Linked DNA regions of Zea mays: region 1 is linked to region 2. The links are chromatin contacts, called in public Hi-C maps. All regions are on one chromosome and are shown on one strand. The core of a region is the stretch at or near the end of the contact, and the rest is flanking DNA. Distances in the headings are between cores, read along the strand shown.

Region 1 (5,372 bases), core at 1,063-3,562, 210 kb before region 2:
TGTATGATGCTGTTGATCATCAATTCACAGATTGAAAATGTTGTATGTACAACTAAATTAAATATTCATTTATTTCTACACTCAATTCATTCCTTGCTTCAATCCTTGTTAAGTGGGTCCCTAGAGTAATAGAACAGGTCAAAAAGGCAAGGCAGGTATTTGGGAAAGACGGGAAAGACGATACAAGGGCAATAAAATAAAGCAGCCAAATAAGATATATAGCCAGATGTCCGTGCTTTGATACGGTTGTTATATATCATATAAATAGGTATTGAGATATTTATTCAAATATAATTATTGTTTATTTCTAAATACTAGGGTACGTGTGGTATGGTTTTTAGCCCCAAATTTCTGGAGCAGGGCGGCGTGGGTTCGAGTGCTCGCTCTGCACTATTTTTTGTGTGGTGTGGTAGCTGCGCGGACAGGGTCGGGTGCGGAGCAGGCGTAGTAGCTGGCTGCGCGGGCGTTGGGGTTCCACAGGGCAGTAGCTGAGCGCGGGCGTTGGGCATGGTGCCCACAGGGCACGGCGCCGAGGCAGGGCGCGTGGGGCGGGAGAACCAATCGAGGCACATGGGGTGGGCCCAGATTGTCAGCGCGGAAGGAGAAGCCGTGGTAGCAACCAGGCGCTCACATTAGGTTCTTAATATAGTATATATATAGATTTGAATGAGACTGCAAATGCATAGTAGCCATTCACTATGGCTTATTTAAAATTTATATAACGGCTTGACAAGGGCAGTGTGAAGGTCTTCAGAAACTCAAAATTGTTCGCAAACAGCACATGCCTTCATATCACAGCAACATGGCATGTTGCACAATTTCATGCTAAATTGGATACTGGTCAGCAAATTTACTTTAAAAAAACTGTGACACTTATCTCGTTAAATTGTGTTCTCAAAAAAGCAGGTTTGGATAATTGCAAGTTGCAACCACTCGTACACCACTTAGATCCCACTTCTGAATATTTAGACTGTTTCTATATCAGTTGTAACTTGCAACTAGTCCTCAAGCACAAGAAATTTGAATGTAGTATTTTAATAGGACACGAACACCCTTAAAGGAGCATCAACACTAAGTACTGTCACAAGTACAAAGACTATCTAAACTGTACAATTTCACTAATGAATAAATAAAAGATGGGTGGCAGAGCAAAACAGGCGATACTAGTAAAAGGAAGTGGTGGAAATTACCCCAAGTCGGTATGAGCCAAAGGTGAAGAGTACAGCATTTGCCTCTTCAACCATTTGATCAGTATATCCTCTCTGACTAGTCAATTGCTTCACCCAGTCTTTTACAATCTGCAAATGCCGAAAGAACATGCTTAGGGAAGAAATAATGCTGGAACCATGGACACGGATACATAGTGCAGCATTAAGCACACGTGTGGCAACAAGAGTAGCTACCTGGCCAAGCTTCCCCAGCACCTCCTCCCGCCTAGCAGATTCGTCAGGGCTCTCATACAGACCCGCCTCGACCAAAAACTGCAAATCAACAACAGCTGTAATTGAATAGTACAATATCAATCTGAGACGGGAATGTGAAATCGTCGGGCGAAGAGTTGAGACAATACTGATAACATGAAACTGAATTAATCACAAACCTTCTCTAGTTCCGCCGTCCTCTGCAGGTCGGCCTCCACAGGCCCGAGCAACGACAACGGCTTAGTTATTCCGTACTGCTTTGGGGGATCAGAGCCGCTGGCCATGGAACCAACGGCAAGAGAACACAAAATCCTCTCCCAACACGAGGACGCCCTGAAGGAACAGATAGCGTAATTAGCACGGATCGGCCGCCGGAAACCCCGAAAATCCCGGTAACTCAAGGCCACGCCGCCACAAAAACAGCAACTTTTACACGGAGATAGAACGCGACACGACCTCTCCCAGGGCTCAATCTGGAGCGCCCGATCCCTTATAACTGCTGAGCACGGCGACTCCTACTAGATTACGCAAAGGTAACCGCCTGGCACAAGAACCCAGAGCTCCACCACCCGAGTCGAAATCCCCCGCACGGAACCTCCCCGAACTGCGCCGCTGGGACGGGTCGGGTCAAGATCAGACGGGTCTAGATCTCCCTTTCCCGCGCGGATCCGGCAATCCGCCGGCCACGTCGGCGGGGAACAGAGAGAAGGAGGTGGCGCGTCGGCCGCGTGGGCCGTGGGGTGGCGGCGGCCGGGGACAGGCAGGAGAGAGGGACGGCGAATAGGCAGGGGATGGAGATTGGAGGGAGTAGAGAGAGAAAGGGATTTCTCTGGGCGATCCGTCCGTCTATTTCCTTGCGGAGACGGTGCAGTTGGTAACCACGTTCGTTGCTTAGGGGGTGTTGGGTCAGCTAAAATTTAGCCCTATCACATCGAATGTTTGAACCTCCGTTCGGGGTATTAAATGTAGTCGGATTATAAAACTAATTTCTCAGCCGAAGATTAAAAAGTGAGACGAATCTAGTACAGTTGATTGGGTCTATATTTCATACTCCTACTTGAAAGTCAAACGCTTGATGTGACTCGGGCTAACATTTAGTCCACAGAACCAAACACCCCTTAGTATAGCTGTGACTGTGTTCTCTACAATATTTTATTTATACGGTCGCTAGATCGAACAGCTGCAGTAGCTGTAGAACAGCCAAATAGGCTATTTGTCGCGTTGAACGGGTTGTTGTATATGATCATTTTTATTTAATCGAGATAATAGTTGTCTTCGGACTAATGCCTTTCCCCTACGACAGTTCTAGTGGCTCACTGCTCACACAATGCGTTCATCGCTTTTCACTCTATATCCCACAGTCCAAGCGCGCTACAGTAACACGTGACATTTGAGGCCATACGCAGTCGGCACTCTCTCCTCGTGTTCCGTGTATAGCAATGTTTTTATTGGAAAAAAGATAATAGATGATGAATAGGTATGGAAAATGTTATTTTATGTTTGGAGTAGTATATAGAGGGTTAGGGGGTGTTTGGTTGCTCCTGCTAAAGTTTAGCCCGGGTCACATCAAGTGTTTGACTTTTAAATAGGAGTATGAAATATAGACCTAACCAACTGGACTAGATTCGTCTCGTCTTTTAATCTTCGGCTGACAAATTAGTTTTATAATCCGACTACATTTAATACCCGGAACGGAGGTTCAAACATTCGATGGGACATGGGCTAAATTTTAGCGGGTGTAACCAAACACCCCCTTAATGTAGAGTGAATTGGTGTGGAGAGTAGAGATATAGGGAGAGAGATTGCTGACGTGACCCATGAGTGAGATATAGAGTGAGACTAGTCGGTTGCATGTGCGTTGCGATGGCTCACAACAATACCCACGTAAAAATATCCACAAAAAAAATCTTAAGATTTTTTTATTGATTTTCTCCGCTCTCCACATAATAGTTTTTTTATTTAACTAACTGATGTTGTTGTTTACTCCATCCAATATGTCTTGGTACAACACGGCCAATGAAGGTAGTGATTGAAAGAGAGTTCACAATGACTGACTGAACAAACAGATATTACATAATGACATAATTCCATCATACACAGACCAAATAAGAGAAAGTTTGTGAGCTCAAGTTTCTAAAATAAGTCACATGAACTCAAACTTATAAAAAAATAGATTAAAATATGGAGTGGTTGCTAAAGTCAGGCATCAATAAAAACTCGATGTGCTTCATACAAATTATGGTACTTTGTAGCAATTACTAACGTTTAAAACCAACAAATAACATTTCCTTTTACTGTTAGCGTGAAAAATCATTGCTGCTCCATCCAATTCAACAACCTCAAACACCATGGAGTCCATTGTGCCAATGTGGTCTCAAAAACGACCTAACACATGCAAGAGCCAAGAACATAAGGGACGAGCACCCGGTGGTAGTGCCTGCATGGATCTCCAAATCCTAACACATATTTTGCAGGATCCATGAGCCATCATCAGAAGAACACAAACCATGTGCAGACAATAAATAAAGTATTAACACACCCAAATTATGTTTAGTCATTAGCACAACAAAAAACTAACACCCAAAACAACAGAGGAACAACACAAATTTTTTTGCAATGACAGAAAGATGAGTGACAGGTACAAAGAAGTTGTAGAAGCATATGAAGTCGACACCGTGGTAAGGGAAAGGCCATGTAGACAGGCGATACCGAGCCATCGAACGGGTACCATAGGCAGCAAATCAGGAACCCCCATCTCTCGCCTCCCCCACTTCCAAGGTTTCATAGAGCATGAAGGGAAGGGAAGAGAAGGGAAGGGAAGAGGCAGGCATACATGTTCGTTGCCGGAGAAGGACACGACGAAGACCTGGGCATCTGGAGGCGACATAGGTAGTATACCGCTAGATACATATAGGGAGAGAGCACGCAAGCGAAGAAAGAAGCTCAGCCGGAGCAGCTTCAAACCGAGAGGCACCCGCACCAGGTGTCAGTCCGAGAAGGGCGAGAGAATGCGAGTGCCTTCCCAGCCCTGGACCCGCCGAGGCGACACAACACCACCACCAACTCCGTAGCATATGCTGACTGCTGCCACGCTATGGGCCTTGGTTGTCCAATATCTCAGACCTAGACTCCTCATCGCCAAGATAACCTAAGCGTGACAGGCGCCACTGTGTCCTCCTCGATGGCACGCACGAAGAAAGGCCAGGAGGAAGACCGACTCGCCCCGTACCTGCGTCGACGAGCGTCGGTCGGCTTGCGGCTGCGACCGTGGGCGAGGGTAGTAGGTTGGGGAGGAAGAACAGGGCGAAGGCCGAGAAGACGAACGGGACGTCCGACGATGGTGAAAACGATGGTGCGCACATATTGTGAAATGTCCTCGTGGACGTACAATAGCCACTACGCAGGTCGGTGTCGGGGTTGGCGTCGGACGAATACGGGGAGGAGGTGTCTGCTCCCACGCCCTCTGCCGAGAATGGGGTGGCGCGGAGGCGGAGGGATGAGGGGAGAGAGAAAAGAAGCAGGATGACGAATGAGGTAGCGGCAACTGAGGCGAGGACCATCATTATCGTGTGGAGGTATAGATGGCCAAATAGGCCATGTCTGGCGGGCCGGTTCGAGGCACGACCCATTTAATAGTGTCTAGGCCAACCCGACACGAGCGTCGTGTCGTGCTTGGATCGTAGCCCCGGCCCATAGTGTTGGCCCGGCCCGGCATGATTATATTTTTTATTTTACAAAAAAACATATATACAACTGTATAATTTATATTCAATATTGAAAACACTTGGGCATGATTTTCTACTCGTTAGACGGTTTCACCCAGTGTCTCCCGCCCTTATTTCATCATGGTGAGTTCAAACCCCACCTCCTGCACCACTTTTTAACATTTTACGTTAATTTAACCAAATGGCCCGACGGGCTAACGGGTCGGCCCGGCACAGTCAGCATGCT
Region 2 (5,454 bases), core at 1,582-4,081:
ATAATTTACTATCACATGCACACATCACAAATCACATCTGTAAACCATCTATTGGTTTAAGCCGAGTCTAATCCTACCGATCACATAATCGTGCCATGCTTGAGCCAGGCTATCGTACTAGGGTGACGGTCAAACACAACACTATATATACAAAAACACTAAGTCTTATCGTGTCTATTTAGCCCGACCCACTTAACCATCTATAACCATATGCCTCGTTTGGTTTGGGGTGACAAAAGTTTAGTGACTAAAGTTTAGTCACTTTTAGTCCCTAAAGAAGCAAACATGGTGACTAAAGTGGTGTGACTAAATTTTAATTTCTTTAGTCACCAAGAGGTGACTAAAAATGACTAAAGTAAGATTTTTACCTTATTTGTCCTCTCCACTTTCTTTTTTCAACAAACATCCACTAATCAATAGGGGCAATATAGTCATTATTCACATCAATTAAAGCTCTTTAGTCCAGTTTAGTCACTGAAACCAAACGGGTTATTTTAGCGACTAAACTTTAGTCAGTAAAATTTAGTCTAGTGACTAAAGAAACCAAAAGTCCCTTAGGCTGTCTCCAGCAAGGTTCGCCAAAGCCTGGTGTACCCTAAATATAGAGGATTAAACGATCCTCTACGTTATCCAGCAACGTCCTCTAAACGGTCCTCTAAATTTAGAGGACGCTGCTGGATTCTCTATATATAGAGTTTCTCTAAACGGTCCTTTGTCCATTTGAATACTTTAAATAACCGTTTAGCAAAATTAAAATATATACAATACATCTGAGAGTATAATAAATACGTATGTACAAAAAAGAAAAATGTCTTTAATATAAATATTTGTGTATAAGGAATGTGATTTAGAGGATGTCGTTCGAAAGAAAGAAGATATAGAGGCCCTGTTTGGCACAGCTGCTGCTTGTTGAAAAAGCAGCTTATCTGAGAAGCTGGCGAAAAGCAGCTTCTGCTTATTGGCTGCTTTTAGTGTATTCTGAGAAGCAGCTGAACTGATAAGTTGCTGCAGAAGCTGACTGTTTGGCAGAACTTCTGCTTAAATTTGTGAAGAAGCTGAAAATAAGCTGTGCCAAACAGGGCCAGAAGATGAAATTTTTAGAGGAAACTATAAAGGACAGATATACTCCCTTCGGTGCAGTAAAGGTAGTCGTTTAGTACATAATTATGCATACCAAGGAGTGATTAATTATCATGGAGTTTTCCCTGTTTGCCCTTATTAAATAGGGATATGGGTGTATTAACACCACCGAAACAATCAGGCTCGATTAGTTGCTGCAGCACCTCTCGAGGCATTCTAGACTAGAGGTCTTAAGCTTGATTCCCCGAGCACATCTTTTTTTTTTTTCCATTTTGCATGGCGCGTTGGAGGCTTGCATGCCCATTTTGCATGGCGCGACGCAAGCCCAACGCGGAAGGCGAGGCGAGACGCAAGTCCAGCGCGAAAGGCGAGGCGTGCGGTGTTACTAATGCATGGCATGGCAACGGTCGACGAAGAAAACGAAGCGCTCGAGCGATGCAATTACTTAGGGGCAGCAACGTCCAAATTCCAGATCCATACGCGCTACGACTTCTTTTGTGCACGCTCGGTCACACGCAGTCACGCAGAATGACTTCCTTCACTGCACCGGAGGGAGTAAAGCTTTAGGGCCTGTTTGGTTTGATGGCTAACTTGCCACACTTTGCCTAACTTTTGTGCCTAAGGTTAGTTCTTCAATTCGAACGACTAACCTTAGGCAAAGTGTGGCACATTTAGCCACGAACCAAACAGCCCCTTAATCCTATACTTTCATCGGGCGCGGCGTGCCCCCTCGCCTCCAAGGCTCCAACGCATCAATCAATAGAGCGTGCGCGCTGTGGCATGGAGCACAAGGATGGGGGCACAGCTTCTGCTAGTGGTCTGCCCGCCGGAAGCAGCTTGTGCTCGGGCTCGCCGTTGCTGGACGCGCCGCTCCTCCGCCGCCTCTACGCTGGGCAAATCCTTGCCAGATGGGGCGCGAGGTGCGTCCGGGCCATGCATCAGCTCCTCTGCTCTGCTGTCCGCTCCCCGCCCTATCTAGTTTTTCACTACTCCGTAGCGAGCGCTTCTGTTACATTACAGCGCTTTAGTTTTGGGCGTCTGTCCCGAGCCACACAAAATTTGATGGATGCTGTTCTTCTTTTTTGTTCCACTTTTTTCCATGCACTCCGTGATTGAATAATTGAATTGGTAGCGGGGGTGCGATGTTTCAGAAACCAGTTTTGCGGTAGGAAAAAAAAACATACACACAAGAACAGGTTTCTAAATGCTGGCCGGCCGGGACCGGTATCCCACAGCGGCCACCGACAAAAAATTGGTGAATTTTCGCTTTTTGTTTGTCTTGTGGATTTCGAAATTTTGGTGACGCAATGCCGAAAAGTAACTAAAGTAAATTCGCAACTCATGGCACGCGAACATTGTCTGCTACTCATGGTTTTTTTTTATGTTATGTATCGTGCTGCATAGGATGTGGGAGTTTTCTGTTGCGCTGTATATGATTCGCATTTGGCCTGACTCGCTTCTCTTTGCGGCCATCTACGGCGTCGTGGAGACATCCTCTCTCGTGGTGCTCGGTCCCGTGGTGGGGACGCTCGTTGGAAGGGCCACATACCTTCAGGTCACAAACTCGCAATCTTTCGCCAATCAGTTTTGTCTATTTGTAAATAAAATTGACCTAATCCATACTATAATACTGGAAACAGTAGCAAGCCATGACACGTTGCTCTGCAACTGATAAAAACTTACCATGAAGAACAAACATTTGCGCTTCATCATCAGGTTTTGGGCATCTGGCTGCTGTCGCAAAGCATATCCTTGATTGTCGCTGGAACCTCGGTGACCACCCTGCTCATGTATGCCAACCTGAGAGCCACAAGGTTCCCGGCATTCATGGCGCTGGTCGCCGTTACCAACGTCTCCGGCGCTCTAGCTGCCCTCTCAGCTCTCGCCGGCACCATACTGATCGAGAGAGAATGGTACCTTTCTTCACTGTCCTTTACTGGAACCTTAGTTGAGCAATGGGTGACGGTGCAGGGTGGTGGTGATCTCGAGCGGCCATCCTCCGTCGGTGCGGACGGGGATCAACTCGGTGGTCCGACGGATCGACCTGGGCTGCTCGTTGCTGGCCCCCGTGCTGTCGGCTCTCGTCATCAGCCTCGCGTCGACTCAGGCCTCTGCGGCTGTGCTGGCGCTGTCCACCGCCGCCTCGGCGGGGCTGCAGTACTGCCTCTTCGTCTCCGTCTACAACGGCGTGCCCGCCCTCGCCGCGCCAAGACAGCCCAGAGCTTCGGACGCAGAGCGCCCGCCGCCAGTACCGATGACCGTCGCGCCGGCCGAGGCCGAGCCGACGCAGGCGTTGGATTGGAGGGCGAGGCTGGCAGATAAGCTCTCCGTCGCGTCCGGTTGGGAGTCGTGGGTGGTGTACGCGAGGCAGGACGTCGCGCTTCCCGGGGTGGCGCTCGCATTCCTCTACTTCACAGTTCTCAGGCAAGCTAAGCTAGCTGCAAGTCACTCTGCGCTCAACCCTGCAACAGCTCACAGTCACAGATATGATGAATGAGTATTAATTTGCCACCAAGTGGCAATTGATGTGCAGCTTTGGTACGCTGATGACCGCGACACTTGACTGGAAAGGCATACCTGCATACGTGATCAGTTTGGCGCGGGGCTTCAGCGCCATTGTTGGGATCGGAGCGACCCTGCTGTACCCGCTCGTGCACTCCCGGGTTACCACGCTCCGGACGGGGCTGTGGTCCATCTGGATGCAGTGGTGCTGCCTGCTGCTGTGCGTGGCCTCCGTCTGGGCGGCCACCGGCGTGGCGTCCGCCTGGATGCTCATGGCCGGCGTGGCGACCTCGCGCCTGGGCCTCTGGACGTTCGACCTCGCCGTGCTGCAGCTGATGCAGGACGGCGTGCCCGACCACGAGCGGTGCGTCGTGGGCGGTGTGCAGAATGCGCTGCAGTCCGTGTTCGATCTGCTCACCTACGTCGTGGCCATCGTCATCTCCGACCCAAAGGTGCGTGCGTACGTATAGTCACTAATGGCTCTAAGAGGATGACGATAGATGATAACCAGACCACTCATATACTGATATACGACGTACATGCTCGATGCCAGCAGGATTTCAGCAAGATGATCGTGCTCTCCTTCTCCCTTGTTACCTGCGCCGCAGTCATGTACACGGTGCACGCCTACCGAGCACAGAAAGCAGCGTGCACCTCTTCCACCTCGACATGACGTGATCCTGGAAAAGAAGTGCGAGACTGCAAGGTGTAGGGATGAAAACTGAGCGGCTTATGTATGATTGATTGCCTGCATGGTTTTATCCTAGACCACTGTATGTGTTAATTTTATCTGAACCTATGTTTGGTTACTTGTACGTGGAGACACAGACTTAGAGTGGTAATGGATCACGATCCGAATACCGCTTCACAAAAAGTGGGAGTACTTAAATAATTTTAGTTCAAAAATAAATAGGAATAGGACCGGACCCTAATCCGATTTGATCCTTAAAATTTTTAGTGTAAAATCTAGAACCCATTACCACCCCTGCGCGGACTACACGAGCCAATACGAAACAAATCATTTTGGAGCTATTTAGTTGCATCCGGTATACCCGAAATGAGCGTATCTGGCCGGTCACGCTCACGAGCCTGACTTCCTAGGCGCAGCGAACCAATCAGGCTTGTGAATAGCAAACGATTTTGAGACTATCGACCCCCTAATTTGTGTTTCCACTGCTCTTAGTCTTCTTAGTTTTCATGTGCCCTCAACATTTTGCAGTGTTCTTATTTGGTATTTGTTGGATCAGATGGGAATCTGATAATTTTGAGGCTTTAGTTGTATCTCAATCAATCAATTTTGAGGCTTTAGCTGTATCTCAACCAATCAGGGTTAACCAAACCATTTTTAAACTAAAAACCGATCTTCACCGAAAATGGTAAACAGCTCTAAAACCACCGGTTTTTCGAAGAAAATGACCAGTTTGTATGTTCAAACTCAAAAACGATTTTTTAATCCCGGTAAGAAATCGTGCTTCTCAGCTGAAAAATCGTGGATACCGTGGAGACATTGTTGTTGTTATTATAGTGTTGATCAACAACATACTTGATAAGTACGGGCGTACACATGTTCTTGCTACTGATACATGATGACGTATGATTACTTCCACAACATTCACATGTCCTTCTTTCGCTACGCTGCTTGTCTAACAACGATTCATACTCTTGTACTAGCATGCTATCTTGGTTGAACCTGATAGATATATTAGTGCACAATGCATATGTTTCCTACACTATGTATTGAGAGAAAGGACTGAAGCGGTGAAGCCACAATATGTACACATACAATATCCAAATAAACCCTATACAAATAAGAATATACAAGTGCACGCATCTCTAACAACACCATGTGGTGATTTAGACGAATGGGTGGAT

Evidence for each region. A called contact is a pair of places that touch in the nucleus more often than the background predicts.
Region 1: a Hi-C map of bundle sheath shows a contact between it and region 2, with 3 times the contacts expected there. The contact joins the promoter of LOC100278989 here to the promoter of LOC100280373 in region 2. A contact is called at or near these places in 5 of 25 Hi-C or Micro-C datasets (bundle sheath, ear, endosperm and 2 more).

Annotation. Positions count from the first base shown.
Region 1 is chr9:77,168,587-77,173,958 of Zm-B73-REFERENCE-NAM-5.0, reverse strand. LOC100278989 (nuclear poly(A) polymerase 4) reads right to left here and starts at 2,312. Exons shown (of 13, transcript XM_020543930.2): 1 at 1,878-2,312; 2 at 1,601-1,754; 3 at 1,404-1,481; 4 at 1,191-1,298. The coding sequence starts at 1,705.
Region 2 is chr9:76,961,972-76,967,425 of Zm-B73-REFERENCE-NAM-5.0, reverse strand. It overlaps LOC100280373, which reads left to right and starts at 2,831. Exons shown (of 4, transcript NM_001153299.1): 1 at 2,831-2,993; 2 at 3,052-3,504; 3 at 3,614-4,034; 4 at 4,139-4,451. The coding sequence starts at 2,869. The coding sequence ends at 4,255.